4 separate regions of the Mus musculus genome follow, and all the other regions are linked to region 1. Evidence: chromatin contacts called from public Hi-C and promoter capture Hi-C data. All regions are on one chromosome and are shown on one strand. Each heading gives the region's core, a stretch centred on a gene start, on an enhancer-like site or on the middle of the called end of the contact. The rest is flanking DNA. Distances are from core to core; before and after follow the strand shown.

Region 1 (3,117 bases), core at 362-2,861:
AACTAGGTTCAAATAAGGCAAGCTCCAGGCACAAGCCAACTGAGCTAGCTCTTCAGTACAGGTCTTCTCCTGTCTATAAATACCCAGCCCCATGGCATCCCCAGTCTTACAAGTTGTTGTGGTGTCAATCATTCTTTGCCCAACTGAACTGTTATATTTAATTTGTCTATATTTTTTTTCTATTTTGCTATCTTTGTCCTTCACTCTGTCCAGGCGACTATATTCTACTCATAGCTAAATTCCCACAAACAAAACAAAACAAAACCCTTTGTCCTACGTTCTACATCTTGAAAAACCTAGACTACAAAAGGATTTTTAAATGTTTCTACCTCTTCAAATTGCAGGAGTTTCCCCAGCCATTTTCATTATGACTTATTTGGCAATTAAAAAACTATCAGGCTGTAAATTTTCCTCTGGCTCAGAATTAACCCTTGACCAGGAACACTCGATGCCAAATGTGTTTGGAAAACTCTATATCCACATCAAATCTTAAAAATGTCTACAAAGGGGGTGCCCAGGAAGGGGGGGTGTGAAATGAATCAAATGCATTCTACATTTGTATGAAAATTGCCTGTGAATAAAAAAGCTTGAAAAATGTATTCCTATGGATATTCTCATGTGTAGGAGACATGCACAAAGTATCCATCGTCAGCACTATTTGTGATGCATAACCAGCCTGAAAACAACCTACCCATCCCCTGAAAATACAGCTTCTGTATTGTTTTTATAGCTGGACCTTACCCAGCTGACATAGACACTACTTAGAAATTAACCAAGTACTCAAAAACAACAACAACAACAAAGCTTAAACTGTTGCATATGTATACACTTTTAAAAAAATAGGCTGTGGTAAACACAAAATTCAAAATAGTTGTTACATCTGAGGGTGGGAAGAGTCTGAGAGTCAGATGAAGAACGAATACACTGATGGATGCAGCATAAGGACCAGATTCGTTCTTATCTGGCTGCGCATAGGTAAGCATCCGTTACTTTTCTTTCTCTTAAAACTCTTTCTCTGTGTCTATCTCTGTCTCTGTCTCTCCCTGCTCCCCACCTTGGAAAAATAAGTGTTTTGGCTACGGTTATAGCCGTAAGAGACCTGCATCCATCCAAATGTCGCACTGCCTTCTACGGGGTATGAAATAGCAGCAATTCTGAAACTAGTCTGTGTGTACTCTTGCCATGTCGTCATCTTGTGTGCATGTGTGGGGCCTGACGTCGATGCAGCAGACCAGGCCTTAAGCTCGCTCTGTCCCCAACGGCTGAGAAGTGGCCCTGCTTTCCCTGCGGTGGCCCCGCGCCCTTCACCCTGCCTGGAGCCCGGGACAAGCAGTACACACCTGCAGGGCCGCGGCGGGTCAAGAGACCTGCGATGTCACCTCGAGCCGCTTCGCCCCCGCACGCAGCTACCCCTCTGTGAAGTGACACAGCTTCCCCGATCCGCCACCTGCTGAGTTTTCTGGGTCTGACAATGGTCGCCACTCAAGCGTCACCGCTGTGGACACGGAGACTTGGTGGCCCGCGAGGCTGGCTGCGGGAGCCCCTGCGTGCTGTCCGCCAAGACACACCGCGAACCGCAATGGGTCCGCACTCACCTGCGCAGCACGGTCCGCGCGCGGCCGGAAGTGCGTCACCGGCCCGACCCCGCCCCTCTAGGAGTGCTGCCCCCTCCCTCTCTGGGGTGCCCGCCTGGCCTCTGCGGTTCTCTGTCGCCTAGGACTCAAGCTCTTTGTCGTGGGCCATGGGTTCTGATGTCTTAGGACCCTTACTCCTGGAGTACTGGATAGACCCACCCGAGAAAGGCCACCCGAGTTTATGTCTTGGTAAAGCTGGAGGTGCCAGCAGGTGGACTGTGCCAGTGCGTCACAGGCTGGAGGACCCAGGGTCCACTTTAAAAATAAATGTTATGTAATGTCATGCAGGCCTGCTGCTGGGCCTTGATTGCAGTTGTTCTGGAAGCTGAGGCTGGAGATGGCGCTTAATGATACACTGCTTCTCGGGCACTCTGGGTTCAAAAACCAGGACAAATAATAATAATAACAACAACAACAACCTGATTTCCTACCATGAAATTCATAACTACCTGCTGTTGACACAAGAAAACAACTCTTACCTTAAAGGGGATAAGAGATAGTTTATTCTCAAACCAAATTTAAGTGATCATAGCCCAGGAGCCCAGATTTAGGTTGCCCCAAATTCCACGTTCCAACGCGGAAGCAGTTTTATAGTTTTACAGATCAAAAAAGTCCTAAATCAAAGTTTAAGATATATTGGTTGGGCCGGGCGGTGGTGACGCACGCCTTTAATCCCAGCACTTGGGAGGCAGAGGCAGGCAGATTTCTGAGTTCGAGGCCAGCCTGGTCTACAGAGTGAGTTCCAGGACAGCCAGGGCTGCACAGAGAAACCCTGTCTCGAAAAGAAAAAAGAAGAAAAAAAAAAAAAAAGATATATTGGTTGGGTGCATCAGAGAGGTCGGTACAGCAAGATAGGGGTCGCCTTTCTATATTTCAGATGGATGCTATATGATAACCTTCTTGGCTTTTGTGTTGGTGGAAGTCAATGGCCTGTTACAAGATCCCAACAGGTGTTTAATCTATATTACAGGATGTTAGTTCTTACAGAAAAATAAGCAAGAAATGGTTATTCAAAGTGGTAACACTGGCCCAAAATAAGATAATTAGCTAGCCTTGGCACCTGTAGCATTCCAATATCTCAACAGCACTATAGTTCAATGAGTCAGTCTCTGTAGACATGACTTCTGTTCGGGAACTGAAAATTGGCACTGCCTAGAGACCCACAAGTAATACATAGTAGAGGATACATGAAAATGATTTATAGTAACAACACTACTTTGGTCTAATGGCATACATATTTGCCATTGTCCCACATGGAATTCGGATGTCAGAGCCACAGAGCTCCTGTCTTTCGCTGGTGTTTCCAAAAATCACAAGAGCATGATCTAAAACGGTGAATGCTCTTTTGACAGAGTTCTGAGTGAAACACAGAATGGTTTTTCTCTTCATGATGCTGGAGTCAGATTCCTGGAATTGCTACACGCGTTGTCTGAGTCCTAGATTCTGGCCAAGGTTTTCACTTACATAAATGACTAGTCACACA
Region 2 (2,918 bases), core at 251-2,750, 340 kb after region 1:
AAAGAGAAAACGAAACCCCGTCCCTCTTCAGGAGCATTCTCCTTCGCCTCGGACGTGTCACTCCCTGATTGGCTGCAGCCCATCGGCCGAGTTGACGTCACGGGGAAGGCAGAGCACAAGTAGTCATAAGATACCCTTGGCACATGCGCAGATTATTTGTTTACCACTTAGAACACAGCTGTCAGCGCCATCTTGTAACGGCGAATGTGGGCGCGGCTCCCAACACTTCTGTTTTCTCTCTCTCTCTCTCTCTCTCTCTTTTATATAAAACACGCATAATCACTTTTTCTGTATAAATGTAATCTGAACACAAGACCAACTATTGGCCAAATGTGGGGCTTGCCTGCTGTGGTGGTTTGAATGAGAAACTTCGATATAGGCTTAGATGTTTAACTCTTGGTGGCCAGTTAGTGGCACTATTAAGGTATGTATGGCCTTGTTAGAGTCCCTATGTCACTAGGGACCTGGCTTTGAGGCTCAGAGCCACAGGCAATTCCAGGTTCAGTCTCTCTGCTTTGTGCTTCTAAGTTCTAGATGTGACCCCCTCCTCTCTGCTCCAGCCTCTATGGCTGCTGCTCCCTGCCAAGCTTTCCCACCACAATGGACTCCTAACCCTCTCAAATGGAACCACAAACTCAAATCCTTCTGGCAGTTGCCTTGATTGTGTCTTATCCCAGCAACAGAAAAGAAACGAATGCACCAGTGATACCATCAACTTGAGAGATAGAGGCAGGACGGTTAAGAGTTCAAGTTCACCCTAAACTACACAGTGAGTTCAAAACCACTCTGAGCTACTTGTGACCCTGTCTCAAAAACAAATGAACAAATAAGAAAAAAAAAATCCTCCCCCTCCAATCAGCAACCTAAATCAGCCATTCATTTTTGTGTCTGCTTAAGCCAATCAAACTTTCATTCAAGTATTTAGTATGAACTGGCATTATATGGGTGACAATATTCCAAACCAGTAGCCAAGCCCTGTATTCACTAAGCCAACCTGCTTTCCACTGTAGTAAGAATCCCGTCCTTATTGCTCACCCACTCCCAGGTCTTCAGTACTTTTTCATCTTTTTCTAGGTCCTGCACAGGCACACTTTTTTTTTTTTTTTTTTTTTTTTTTGGCTGCCTCAGGCTATTTCTAACTTTACAAGGCTCTTGACCCTTGAAAAGGTCTGGGCCCAGCTCTCTCTCACCCTGACCCTACAATGACCCTTCCATCTTTCTACTCCAGTAAATTCTGGGGCATCATAAACAAGGCCCCAGGGATCTCCACTATCTGGACTTCTAGTGACAGCTTGTGAAAACTTCTCCAGGGAATCCAGGTCTGGGAGCTTTTTAAGGAAACATCACCTACTCCCTGGACCCATTCAGTGGGACAGGCGTTCATTTTCCCACCAAAGGGGGGCGCTGGGTACGATGGGCAGGCGGCCAGTTTCCTCCTGTGTAAGTAGGCGGCGCTCCCAGGCCAGGGTGACGTCATCTCTCCGCGTCGGGGGGGGGGCGGGATGCGCTCAACGCCATCTCCGGGCGCCCGGCTTGGGGGGGTGCCCGCTGGGTGTGGGGCGGCTCCGGGGCCGGGGATGGCGGCGGCCGCGGTGGCGGCGGCTCCGGGACGAGCGGGAGGAGTCCTGGGAGCTCCGTGAGATGGGCCGGTGAGTGTCGCCTGGAGCGGTGGCCGCTGGGATGGCCTGAGGCCAAGCAGGCCTGGGTTCGGAGCTCTAGTGGAAGGGCCCCCCTAGAAGCCCGTTGCCTCACCCCGGCCGCGGGCCCCCTAAACAGCGGGCAGAGCGAGCGAAAGAGGCCGTGCCTAGCCCCTCTAGATGCTGCTTTCCCGCCTGGCCCAGAAGGCGGCCTCAGGCCCTGATGCCCCGACGGGGTTGTCCCCGCGGGTCAGGATGTCCGAGTTCTCAGGGCGGGAAGGGGCCCCAAACAAGGAAGCGTCGCCAGCGGGGCCTGGCCTCACCTCCACGTCCGACCCCCTACCCCGACTAACCCTAAACGTAGACTCCCCCAGTTCAGGCCTGTACCCCTGTCGGAACAAGGATCATCAAAAGCCATCATCCCTGGTGTCTCTCCCTTTTTGCTGCTCCCTTTTTGTGGGGCGCACCTCTCCCTCAGTGAATTTGGGTCCCCCTCGGTGTGCAGTCTCTTGATTCCATTCCCTGCATGAAGAGGAGCTGCCTTCTCGGCTAGGTTGGCAGGTCTCTGGAATAGTTCCGTTGCCCCTTAGCTCAGGGCCACAAGTTGTGTCATTTCCCATGAGAAATTCTCCAAAGCTGCACCCTACACCCACACCCGGTTTCAGATTTTGAAGTGTTTTGCCTTGTGGGAACCTGGTGGGCAGGCTGAGCTTTCTTTTTGCCTCTTTCCGTCCTTTCATTATTTTGTGTTTGCTAACTCCTCGGTGACCCATAGACGGATTTTCCTTAGCTTTTTTTTTTTTTTTAGCTACAGAGGGCAAGCATCATTTTGGGGGATTAAGAAAATGAAAGAAAGCTGAGTGCTTTCAATTAAACGTTTGATGAAGAATGAGTGCGTGACTTGTACCCACTTGGTGATTTATTTGTGGCATTAGGAATCTGTTTTTCCACATTTCCATCTTTCGTGTACCCTTGAACCATGCCTATCTTAAGTAAACGTTGCCTTCAGTTGGATCGAGCTTGCAATATTCTGACTTTGACAGAACAGGTTCCTCGGTACTAGTCAATACTGCTAATCCAGTTGTTAGGACTTCGTTGGCCCCGGTTTTGGTTTTGGTTGTTTTCTTTTGAGAGGGTCTTATGGAGCTCAGGCTGACTTCTGACTTGCTAAATAATCGAATGTAGTTGGTGAGTACCTTGAACTCACGATCCTCTTCTTTCTACCTCAAAGGTAGTAAGATTACAAAGTGTCCACTCCCATTTCCAATCTGTGAGGTGCTA
Region 3 (3,046 bases), core at 276-2,775, 470 kb after region 1:
GTTCCAGGCCACAGATAAACCCCAAATCAAAACCAAAACTCAAAATCAATATAACAAACCCATCCTCAAGCAGTGAGACAGCTCAGTGGTCAAAGGTGCTTGCTGCCACACCTGACAGCCTGAGTTCTGTCCCCAGAAAGCACATGATGCAAAGACAGGACTGATTCCTGCGAGTTGTACCCTGATCTTTATACATGTACCATGCCCCCGCCCCCACCCCCCCCCAGAGTTATTTACTGGCCTACACATGTCTGCCATAGCAGGCTGCTGTCTGAACTCTCTCACACACAGAACAACAAATTTAAAACAAACAAACAAACATTCAATCACTAACCCAAACTCCTAGATACGTCACTTCTAGGTATAGTCCCTAAATAATCCAAGCTGGCATATGACCGAGGTACCTGTATATCTATGTTTTTTGGAGCAATATTCACAACAGCCAGTTTATGGAAGCAGTAACAGACAAACAGATCAAGATAATGATATATATGATACATATATGGTATGGAACAACATTCAACCATTAGAAAGAATAAAATGAGGTAATTTACAGGAAAATGTATGGGACTGGAGATCATGTTACATGAAGCAAGCCAATCTCAGACTGCTAAATATGCTTTTTTTCTTGTATGCAGGATACAGACCTTAAAAGGACTTATTTTTAGAATTTATGTGTACACACACACACATCTACCTGTTGGTATGGGAAAACCAGTACAGTGCCCCAGAAGAAATGTGGTCCTGGAGTTACAGGCAGTTGTGAGCTACCTGATGTGGGTGCTGGAAACGGAACTTGGGTCCTCGCCAAGAACATCAAGTGCTAACAGCTGAGCTATCTCTCCAGCCTCCTGTAACCTGACCCAAATTATGACCTAAAGTGGGGAAGTATTATTCCAGAAAAGGAAGGGGACCAGTGGGAAGGGGGACAATAGGATACAAACATAAGGTTAAGGGCCAGAGTACGTGGGTCCAATCATCTGTAACTACCGTTCCAGAGGATTCAATGCCCTCCTCTGGCCTCTGTAAACGCTTGGCACAGAGGCACTTGAGTGCTGAGGCAGGATTGGTTTTTAGAAAAACCTGGCCTACACCATAAGATTATCTTAAAAATAAAACCATATTTACTTATCAACACCTCAGAGTTTACTTTTAAAACCAGTGGGTAAATTTTTGTGTGTTTGCATGAGTGTACTTTTTTTTTCCTTCTCCCTGTAGAGACAGGGTTTCTCCATGTTGTAGCCTAGGCTCTCCTGGAACTCATTCTGTAGACCAGGCTGGCCTCAAACTCACAGAGATATGCTTGCCTTTGCCTGCCAAGCGCTGGGATTAAAGGCCGGCGCCACCACTGCCCTGATAAAACAGAATTCTTAGGATTTCTGTTTCAGAAAGGGGGCTATGAAAGCCATACCGCAGCACCGGCATAAAGACAACCGTGCGGAACCTTCGGGCTGCATCGCCCTTTGTTTCCTTCCCAGGGACAGGGAAGCATTAGGGTAGTGCGCACTACCGGGCGCTGGGGTTGGTCTGCAGATTTCGGAAGCGTCTGCTCCCCACTCGAGACTTCCGGAAGCCTCCTCCTCACGGTTGCACCGAAGGAAGGGTGCGCGACTTCAGAGCAGCGTCCCTTAGGAGGCGCGACAGCGACAAGACAGAAAGTAGGCACGTCCCGCCACGGAGCCTGACTCCGGGCAGAGCGCACGCGTTCGGCTGTCCAATCAACGTCTAGGGGCGGGCCGGCTGGTGGGGCTTGGGAGATAGGTGGAGCCGAGCCCACATTCTCCAATGGGATGCAGGCAGAGGCGGGCTTAATGGCAGAAGGAGCATGGCGTGGAGACAGCTGAGAGTGAGTCCTGCGCGGGGAAGCTCATTCGTGGTGTGGATAACCGGCAGGGAGGGGGATGAGGCTGGGAAACTGAAAGGCTGGGACCCTTGAAGTGTGACCTGCACGTGCACAGCTAAGGGCATGCAAAAAGCAAGCGTATGTGGGCAGAGGCTAGGCTGAACCTGAGAGATACGCGGGCATTTTTTTTTTTTTTAAATTGATCCAAGTATCGGGCCTTTGTGAGGACACGATCGCCTACGCTCCAAGGAGGGATGAAATAAGACATAAGGCCACCCTTTTGGATCAAGTGTGGTCAGAATGGAAGTTCCATGTGAAGAGTTCTTAGTTGTGACCCTGGTCTGGAAAAAGGGCACAGATACTGGTGCTTGACTTGAGGAATTTCTGCAAACTCCCCGAGGAGGGAGAATGAATACTTGGTTTGTGTTGCAGGCAAATCTGATCATATCTGCTACTTCCTTGTTTAGTGGACAAATCCCATTAAAAAAAAAAAAAAAAGTGTAGGCGCGCGCGCACGTGCGTGTGTGCACACGTGAGTGCAGATACCCTCTGAGACCAGAGGGTTTTGGATCCTCTAGAGCTCCAGTTGTGAGCCGCCTGACATGGGAGCTGGAACCGAACTCAGTTCCTCTGGCAGAGCAGCACGTGCACTTAAACCAAATCTGTTAGCCAAATGTTGGCTGACGCCTCTCTTCTTTTCTCCTGTTTCATTTAAAGCAGTGTTTTCCTTTTAGTTCCAAGCAGCCGTCTATCCCTCCCCCATGCCTTGGCCCCTCTCATTGGCCTCATCCACCTAGAGATCTCTTCTCCAGCTGCTATCTCCTCTTTAGCTTGTGTCTAACCTTTGAAAGTCAGCTTTTACTCGCTTCCTCAAGATCCTTCCATGATTTATCCCTTCATGTCACTTGTCATGGCTCTATGTTTATGTGGCCATTAGTTTGTCTCTTGGGTTACACTCTCCTGAAGAACAGGTTTGCTTGCCTTTGGTGAAGGATCGAATGAGTGCATTAGCCACATAGCATCTGGCAGTGATAGTTATCGAAAAGCATAGGGAAGCACTTTTGACTGGGTTGTGGTTCTCTGCCCAACAAGACTTAAGCTATGTTTATATTGTAACCACTTTTATATTATACTCATATGACATTTTATGCTGGTAACCTTTCTAGGTATAATTTTAAAGTGTAAACAAACACCATGTTCTTA
Region 4 (2,744 bases), core at 33-2,532, 390 kb after region 1:
ACTTTAAATATGAACAACCTGCCCCTTAAGTGCTGCGATACTTTTCTATCATCGGAGCCAAACAACAGCCATCTTCAGGAATGTAGCTGTGCCCAAAGATCATCATATTTGAAGGAGGGGCCAAGAGGGTCTTGGAACCCTCACCTGGGTATGCCTGCAATCGATACCAGCTGTTGAACGTACTTCCGCCCTAATTACGTGTAGCCTGGGGAGGGGCTAGAGTGTGGGCTGGAGAGCAGTAGGGAAGTGGGCTCCATCCATGCCAGGAAGCCTTCATTTCTACTGGATACTTTCCAGTGCAAGCTTATTTGAAGGAGAGTGATTACTCACTTGCTTGTTAAGTGACTTGTCACCTATGGTCTGTAAATGAGCCCAATAAACTAATTTGTGCTTCAGGGGAAATTTTTCTATCATTGTACTTTGTTGTTGGGACTGTGTGTGTAGAAAGTGTTAGCCACAAATGTCATGATCTCATTGCAGAACTACAATTTTTCTATGCAAATATTTTGCTGGGGGAACGATCTGAACATTTTATGGGAACCAAATATTGTGTAATTCTAAGGTCCTAGTATCCTGGAGCTTTGAACAGCGGCACATGGTTACAAGCCAGTTATTTTCAATTCATATTATCCTCCCAAAGTAACCTGCAGTCCTCGTTTTACCACTGACCCAAGACAAGCCACAGTTTTGGTCTTGATAGCTGTGGCCTCATAGCAGGGCCAAGAGCCAGAGAACAGGAAGGCTCTTTCTCGCTTTCAAGCCCAGAAAAGCCTCTGAATACAGATACAAAATAAGAGCGAGAGTGGAGGCTGTGCAGAGTACATTAGTGAAGGTGCGGGGCGGACAGTGTCGGTGGAAAGAGAGGCGGTGGAGGAAAGTCGGCTCCACAGCGCTGAATCTCGCCCAACCATCCCTCCGAGGTCGGAGTCCCAGGACCGACCGACCGACCGACCGACCGACCGGTGAGCTAAGTGGGGAAGCCAGACTCCGCTCGGATCCGCGGGCGTTTGCGAGACAGTCTGCAGCCGGTTTTTCCAGGGGCTGGAAGAATCTGGAACAAGGGTACCGGGCACAGAATCCAGGAGAAGCCTCCACCCGCCCCGCCGCGCCCGGGGCAAATTGCAAGGCGCGCCCTTAGCAAATGACTCAACCCACTGCGTGACGTTAAGTGTCACAAGTCAGGTCCCACGCCTCCGCCGTGGGAAATAGTCCCTCGCTCCGCCCCTTGTTGTGTGCGCAGCCAATCCCTGCTAGGTAGGGCGTGGCTAACACCGCCCCCTTGGATTCCTCCGCTCGAGTCCGCGGTGGGGAGGTCGAGGGAGTCGCCATTTTGGATGCCGAGCGGCTCCTCGGAAGTCGGCTTCTTCCGTTTTCACGTCCGGATCCCTCCAGGTGAGCGTGCCCTCCTTAGACCTAAGCATCTTTGTCTCCCTCTTCCATCTACGTCCCGCTTTTACGGAACCCCAGCGTTAGTCTGTAGGACCGTGAGGACAAGCCGTCCGCGCCGTGTCAGCGGGGGAAGCCCTGGCAGTCGGGGTCAGGCCTGAGGTCGGGCTCCGGCCGTGGGAGGAGGTGGGACCGCCTAGACAGGTGCTGGCGTCGCTGTTGCCCCCGGCATGAGCCGGGCACTGAGGAGACACCCCTCTGCAGTGCGGTCGGGTCGGGACCCTGAGGGAGGCCTTGTCCCCACCGCCGCGGTTGCTGCGGGGTGAGTCAGACCAGGAGAGCCCGAGGGAGCGCTCCTCTTCCGGGTCCTGGGGTCAGGCGTGGCCCTCAGGACCTTGAACTTGAGCTAGGATGCGGACCGGACCAGGGCTGCGGCCGACTGATGTCAGGGGGAGGCTACGGGGGCTTATTGTGTACAGTCTGTTGTTGTTGAATGGCTCCCGGGAGGAGACTGTCATTTCTTTTGTTGTGCCTTCTTGGTGTTTGTTCTGGTTTTGTTTGTTTTTGTTTTTGTTTTTGTTTTTTTGTTCTTACGAGAACAAAACAGTATAATCCCTCCATCAAACAATCAACCTGTGTTTCATTGTTTCAGTCAGACTTTTCCATTTCCATATGCATGTCTTTTTCCAGCTTAGTAAAATATTAGTCGGTACATTTGTTAACATCTCACACCCTTCAAGGTTTTTTGACCTTCGTGGGGGAACTTCACCGCATCCTTGTGTTTAAGTCACGCGGCTTCTTAACATTTTCACTTGATAAAAACAATGCTTTCTTCCCCTGATTACTTTCGTAGCCTTTCTCTTTTTCTTCTTGTGCCTCTGGTTTCTAACAAGACCCGAGCCTCTAGAGTCCTTAAGTAGACTCTGATCCACTTAATTTAGGCTCTAATCGGGATCAGGTCCCAATTATATGTAACCTTTTGTGGTTTAAAGTGCCAACACTTCCCAAAACGAAGTGTAGTCTATGAAAATTATTTCATGTGGAACCCTTAAATTACTGATAACGAGGTTTCCTTTTTTTTTTCTTTAAATATTTATTTTATGTGTATGGTGTTTTGCCTAGACCCTTTATCTAGGGTCCCAGGCATATCTGCATCATGAGTGTGCTTGGTGCCTGTGGAGTTCAAAGAGGGTTTCAGATCCCCTGGAACTAGAGTTATTGGGCCGTTGTGAGCCACCGTGGGGGTGTTGAGAATTGAACCCAGGTCCTCTGCAAGTAAGCACCAGGTAGGCTAGGAGCTGGATTGAATGACGAGGAGGAAGGCTCATGTGGTGGCTAGGCATTTAGAGGCCCTTGTG

The links. Promoter capture Hi-C pulls out the DNA fragments that hold promoters and counts their contacts. A called contact is a pair of places that touch in the nucleus more often than the background predicts.
Region 2: a promoter capture Hi-C map of liver shows a contact between it and region 1. The contact joins the promoter of Atxn1l here to the promoter of Zfp612 in region 1. A contact is called at or near these places in 3 of 39 promoter capture datasets (the 3T3-L1 cell line and liver).
Region 3: a contact with region 1 is called in a Hi-C map of embryonic fibroblasts, with 4 times the contacts expected there. The contact joins the promoter of Dhodh here to the promoter of Zfp612 in region 1. A contact is called at or near these places in 16 of 39 promoter capture datasets (the 3T3-L1 cell line, 3T3-L1-derived adipocytes, the HPC-7 cell line and 8 more) and 4 of 484 Hi-C or Micro-C datasets (B cells, adipose-derived mesenchymal stem cells, embryonic fibroblasts and 1 more).
Region 4: a promoter capture Hi-C map of liver shows a contact between it and region 1. The contact joins the promoter of Ist1 here to the promoter of Zfp612 in region 1. A contact is called at or near these places in 3 of 39 promoter capture datasets (embryonic stem cells and liver) and 1 of 484 Hi-C or Micro-C datasets (the C2C12 cell line).

Annotation. Positions count from the first base shown.
Region 1 is chr8:110,078,228-110,081,344 of GRCm38.p6, reverse strand. It overlaps Zfp612 (zinc finger protein 612), which reads right to left and starts at 1,611. Exons shown (of 5, transcript NM_175480.4): 1 at 1,341-1,611.
Region 2 is chr8:109,736,362-109,739,279 of GRCm38.p6, reverse strand. It overlaps Atxn1l (ataxin 1-like), which reads left to right and starts at 1,500. Exons shown (of 4, transcript NM_001080930.2): 1 at 1,500-1,649.
Region 3 is chr8:109,607,152-109,610,197 of GRCm38.p6, reverse strand. It overlaps Dhodh (dihydroorotate dehydrogenase), which reads left to right and starts at 1,525. Exons shown (of 9, transcript NM_020046.3): 1 at 1,525-1,846. The coding sequence starts at 1,826.
Region 4 is chr8:109,691,832-109,694,575 of GRCm38.p6, reverse strand. It overlaps Ist1 (increased sodium tolerance 1 homolog (yeast)), which reads left to right and starts at 1,282. Exons shown (of 10, transcript NM_028018.2): 1 at 1,282-1,392.